2 separate regions of the Xenopus tropicalis genome follow, and region 1 is linked to region 2. Evidence: chromatin contacts called from public Hi-C data. All regions are on one chromosome and are shown on one strand. Each heading gives the region's core, a stretch centred on a gene start, on an enhancer-like site or on the middle of the called end of the contact. The rest is flanking DNA. Distances are from core to core; before and after follow the strand shown. Region 1 holds the start of cdc42bpb (serine/threonine-protein kinase MRCK beta). Region 2 holds the start of traf3 (TNF receptor-associated factor 3).

Region 1 (2,782 bases), core at 183-2,682, 220 kb after region 2:
ATCACCCTGATTACAGGCACTCTACATGCAGGATTTAAAACCAATAATCTCATTAACAGATACAAACTGGTGTGTTCCTCCATGTGTTCCTTATGTGGAGACTCGTGTTTACAATGGTTTAAGTCACTGACGGTAAAAAGAAACACAATTTCCCAATTTCTAAACTTGGGAGGAGGGTCTGTCACATGTTGTTCAGTAAGACTATAAACCCCAACTTTTATATGCAGAATATTAGTTGTTGACTGGTTTGCCAAATGGTTAGCAGCAAATGGATTAAAGTGCCAGGCTGATAAGTGGAAGCTAAAGCCTTGGTTTTATAAACAATAACAGAGTTAAAGGGAGATGCCCAGCCTTTGGCCCTCCAGCTGTTGCTGAATGACAAAAGCCTGCAACCCCTCCTCCCTGGTAAAGAACTGCTGGGGGTGTTGTTGAACACAATCTGGGGACAGATAACTGTTTATCTAAACCCACACACTAGCATAGCGAGCCACCACTGAAGATCCTGGGATACACTGCAACCAAGCTAATTTGCCAAATAGATATTCCATGGAGGCCTGAATACTACTACATCCATGTATAAACTGTTTGCATGCACTTGGTCACCTTTATACCAAAGTCTGCACGGCCAAATAATCCTATAGTCAATGCTGTGGAAGTCAGAATGTGTGTGCATGGGTTGTGCAACATTACAGTGCCCGGATCCCTTTGCCCAGTGCCCGGATCCCTTTGCCCAGTGCCCATGGTGATGCCCACACTCACCCCATTCCAGGAACTCGCTGACATACTTGTCCCTGCGGAGGGTGGAATGGCTGCACTCGGTATACAGGCAGAGAAGCACATCCAGCAAGGTCTCCACACTCAGGGCCGCCTCGTTCCTCTGGGGCCCATCCAGGAGCAGCTGCTCCAGCTTCTTCAGCCTCACTTTGGCCGACATCTTCCCGTGGCTCAGCGAGCAGCCTAGCTAAACTAAGCAGGTTATGATAGTGAATGGCGTTGCACTGCTGCCAATAGAAATGGCAATTTGTAGGGTGGCTCCCCGCACCCTGAGGACACACTAAGGCGTTCTTCCCCCCGGCTGCTCGCTAGGACCTATCCAGACATGGCAAAGGCTCCACAAGACACTATGCAGCTCCAAGGCCCGCTTGGTCCATGAACAGGGGACGAGCCCCCCACCCAGTCCGGCTGTGCAGTATCCCTCTCCCCTCAGTTACAAGTTAGTTAGCCGCTTGCTGCTGCTTTACAGCGTAACCGGCGGAGATCATGGCCGCCCCCACTCCCTGTATTCTTCAATGCTCCTCCTTTTCTTCTCCTCTTTGGCTCGGGATCACGGAGCAGAACCGGGAGACGAAGCCCTTCCCACCGGAAAGGGAAGGAATGTCCCGACTGACGTCAGAACAATGTTGGAAGAGCCCTCTTCCGGCCAGGAGGCAGCACTGCATATCCATAGGGAATAAAGACTTTCACTGGAGTACGGGCAGCAGATGGGACAAACTTCATCTTCTCATACACACCCGAAGGCATTGTAGTATTTGTGCCAGATGGAAAATGGGATCAGTCAGGCAGTGACAGGCAGTGATAACATTCCTATTTAATCTATAGCTGCGCGGAATATGGGGCATCATACATGTCGCATAGGAACAATCAGGACCCGCTGTTTTCATCATTCTACCTTTTTTGCCGCCTTGTTACATACTAAAGCATTTCATAATTTGTATCATCTACCTTCTACCTTGGTGCAAATTACCAGCATTGATTCTAGGCCAAGGAGCATGAAACCTGAGAATAAAATCCATGACAGTGGGAATCATTCGTTGTTTTAAGGGGAACTAAACCAACTTTATTAATGCTGTGCTGATTTGTTACTTTGCCTCTACTTCATGTAGAAATCTCAAGTCACTAAGGGGCACATTTACTAACCCACGAACGGGCCGAATGCGTCCGATTGCGTTTTTTTCGTAATGATCGGTAATTTTGCGTAAAAACGCGAGTTTTTCGGTGTCTTTACGTTTTTTGCGTAAAAACGCGAGTTTTTCGTAGCCATTACGAAAGTTGCGCAAAGTCGCGATTTTTTTTTGTAGCGTTAAAACTTGCGTGAAACGTTGCGCCTTTTAAGTTTTAACGCTACGAAAAAGGCGCGACTTTGCGCGCAAGTGTTAACGCTACGAAAAAATCGCGACTTTGCGCAACTTTCGTAATGGCTACGAAAAACTCGCGTTCTAACGCAAAAATCGTAAAGACGCCGAAAAAATCACAAAAAAATACGAAAAAGTCGCAAAATGTTCGTTTCCAATCGGAATTTTTCCAATTCGGATTCGAAATCGTGTCTTAGTAAATCAGCCCCTAAGACTGAGACAACCACCCTAAATTAATAGGCTGTAGGAACAAAAGACAGGAAAAACCACTAATAAATGAAAATAAAAGGTGTAGATAATTCATATATACACTAGAAATTAACATTTTTATAATGTTCCCATGCAAGCAGAGAAAATATTTCTAGAATTAAACATGTTTTTCTGATTGTGCAGACATTATGTCCATGCTATATACACAACTTACAGTTTTGAAAGAAAAAAAAATCTGTCTTTCAGTTGCTGCCTGTTCTGACATATTTACAGTTGGGCAGAAACACAGCAAAATCTACCTAGAGCTAAGAGCCCTATATTAGGCCATTAAATTGTGCATAAAAGCTTATGGAAATATGCCAGTATTTGCAAGTGCTTGAACAGCTAAAATTATTTTTTTATTGACAGAGCCAGCTTTTTTGGTATTTCTGCTGCCCCAC
Region 2 (2,944 bases), core at 379-2,878:
ATGGCAGCCAGGGTGGCAAAAGGGCAGCTCAGATGAAGCAGCACAGACATGGGCGCAGCCCCAGTCCCGTGCGGAGGGCAGCCTGCCTATCTCTCTCACTGTGCCATGCGTGTATCTCTCACTGTGTCATGCTGTATCTCTCACTGTGCCATGCTGTATCTCTCACTGTGCCATGCTGTATCTCTCACTGTGCCATGCTGTATCTCTCACTGTGCCATGCGTGTATCTCTCACTGTGCCATGCGTGTATCTCTCGCTGTGCCAAGCGTGTATCTCTCGCTGTGCCATGCGTGTATCTCTCGCTGTGCCATGCGTGTATCTCTCGCTGTGCCATGCGTGTATCTCTCGCTGTGCCATGCGTGTATCTCTCGCTGTGCCATGCGTGTATCTCTCGCTGTGCCATGCTGTATCTGTCACTGTGCCATGCGTGTATCTCTCACTGTGCCATGCGTGTATCTCTCACTGTGCCATGCGTGTATCTGTCACTGTGCCATGCGTGTATCTCTCGCTGTGCCATGCTGTATCTGTCACTGTGCCATGCGTGTATCTCTCACTGTGCCATGCGTGTATCTCTCACTGTGCCATGCGTGTATCTGTCACTGTGCCATGCGTGTATCTGTCACTGTGCCATGCGTGTATCTCTCACTGTGCCATGCGTGTATCTGTCACTGTGCCATGCGTGTATCTCTCGCTGTGCCATGCTGTATCTGTCACTGTGCCATGCGTGTATCTCTCACTGTGCCATGCGTGTATCTCTCACTGTGCCATGCGTGTATCTGTCACTGTGCCATGCGTGTATCTCTCACTGTGCCATGCGTGTATCTGTCACTGTGCCATGCGTGTATCTGTCACTGTGCCATGCGTGTATCTGTCACTGTGCCATGCGTGTATCTCTCACTGTGCCATGCGTGTATCTCTCGCTGTGCCATGCTGTATCTGTCACTGTGCCATGCGTGTATCTCTCACTGTGCCATGCGTGTATCTCTCACTGTGCCATGCGTGTATCTGTCACTGTGCCATGCGTGTATCTCTCACTGTGCCATGCGTGTATCTGTCACTGTGCCATGCGTGTATCTCTCACTGTGCCATGCGTGTATCTGTCACTGTGCCATGCGTGTATCTCTCACTGTGCCATGCGTGTATCTGTCACTGTGCCATGCGTGTATCTGTCACTGTGCCATGCGTGTATCTCTCACTGTGCCATGCGTGTATCTCTCACTGTGCCATGCGTGTATCTGTCACTGTGCCATGCGTGTATCTCTCACTGTGCCATGCGTGTATCTCTCACTGTGCCATGTGCAGTACCGTGTCCTTAAGCGACCTACCGCAGGCTCGACTGATCGGCTTCCCATCGCCACCTTCAGCAGCCTTTCCCTTCAGTCACATACAGATGCTGCGCTGCGAAACTACCAGCCTTTTTTTTTTTTCCTCTGGACGCCACCATTCACTCCAGTGTGGGGGGGGTGGTCCTGCATACTACCGTTGCATTACTGTAAGGGATGATTTTAGCAGACGCAACCCCCTGTGCGCTGGAGGGAGCCAGTCCCAGTGCAGCAGTGGATGGGTGCTGAGGCGCTCGCTATAGGACGTGCAGCTGCTGCAGCTCTTCTCCTTCTGACCTCATCACTGCGGTCGACTTGTTCTTCCGAGCTGCCCACAGATGACATGGTTTGCTCTGTTGAGCAACTAGTCTGTATTCCTGCTGTCCACTTAGTCAGTTTCCACCTGCTGATCGCTTTTTTTGCAGATGGCTCTGCCAGCACGCATATAAGCACCCTTGCTTCCAGATAACCTTTATTTTTTCCTACAATGGAGTCTAGACACCTGGTGCCAAGCAGCACTGAATTCAGTAAAGTGCGAAAGAGGTAGGTTGTATTACCTTTACCCCCCTCCTCCCGTGATCGGTGACCTTTCTAAATGGAATGGCATGTTCTAATGGACTGGCAGGTGGGGGGAGCAAGCTGGCAGGGCACAAGGCATAGGCTTTGCAGGTGCCCTTTTCTCTGTAGGTATTTGCAGGTTGCTGTCTCTAGTGAAAATAGTTCTGAGATAAGGGCTGGAATATTTCCTGCAGCTGGCAGAACCTACCATAAAACATATTTTCATCAAAAAAACATCAGTCATGGAAAAACAGTTTGGCAATGTACCAGTCAATGCAGTGACATGATGTGTGCCGGGTCACTTTAGGTGCCCCAGGGCGTGATGGGGGGAAAAAAAGATGGAAGCAGGCACTGAAATGGATACCTTCCTGCCTCTGGCACCCCCCTTTAGTCAACCTTGGTAAGAGGACATATTGAAAATGATATAGTTGGAATATTTTTATATTGCATATTTGAAAAAAATGAATATATTTACCAAGGATCAAGCTTATACATTCTTTTTTTAACATCACAAAATGACTGTCACTCCACCTTGTTAATAGTACTGCAGTCTGAACTCCTAGAAGGATCTGTGCATCGTGACTAAAATTCTCCTGCCGGCTATAACATTTTGTCACAAGCCATGGGGCTCTGAATATCCAGCTGTAAATTAATAACTTTGTAAGTAATTTAATTAAGAAATAAGGCAAGCGGGAGCAGAGAATATAAATGAATGGAAAAAAATAAAACTGGCTTTGGGGATACATTTGCTTACATTTATTAAAAGATCATAAACTCTATTATGGGCATAAGAAGAAATGTAAATGTACAAAAGGGCAAGAAATGATCTGTTTGTTGTCCGTATTTAAGATATATGAGGCAGTTATTCATTTTCTCTGTTATGGTATGGTATATTTAAACAGACTATCTCATCCATTATAGACAACAAATAGCAAAGGATAATATTGCTGATTAGAAACAAATAAAAATCAAGAAATGCAAATGAAGACATCCTTTAATAGATGAACATGATGTATATAAAGGGCTGATTAACACTGGATGGGTTGGGAAGGCTCAGCAACATTG

Evidence for each region. Hi-C and Micro-C count contacts between places; a contact is called where the count stands out from the background.
Region 1: a contact with region 2 is called in a Hi-C map of neurula embryo, with 2.2 times the contacts expected there. The contact joins the promoter of cdc42bpb here to the promoter of traf3 in region 2. A contact is called at or near these places in 2 of 5 Hi-C or Micro-C datasets (gastrula embryo and neurula embryo).

The regions. Positions count from the first base shown.
Region 1 is chr8:97,965,680-97,968,461 of UCB_Xtro_10.0, forward strand. It overlaps cdc42bpb (serine/threonine-protein kinase MRCK beta), which reads right to left and starts at 1,433. Exons shown (of 38, transcript XM_004917176.4): 1 at 760-1,433. The coding sequence starts at 934.
Region 2 is chr8:97,748,755-97,751,698 of UCB_Xtro_10.0, forward strand. traf3 (TNF receptor-associated factor 3) reads left to right here and starts at 1,629. Exons shown (of 11, transcript XM_031890884.1): 1 at 1,629-1,864.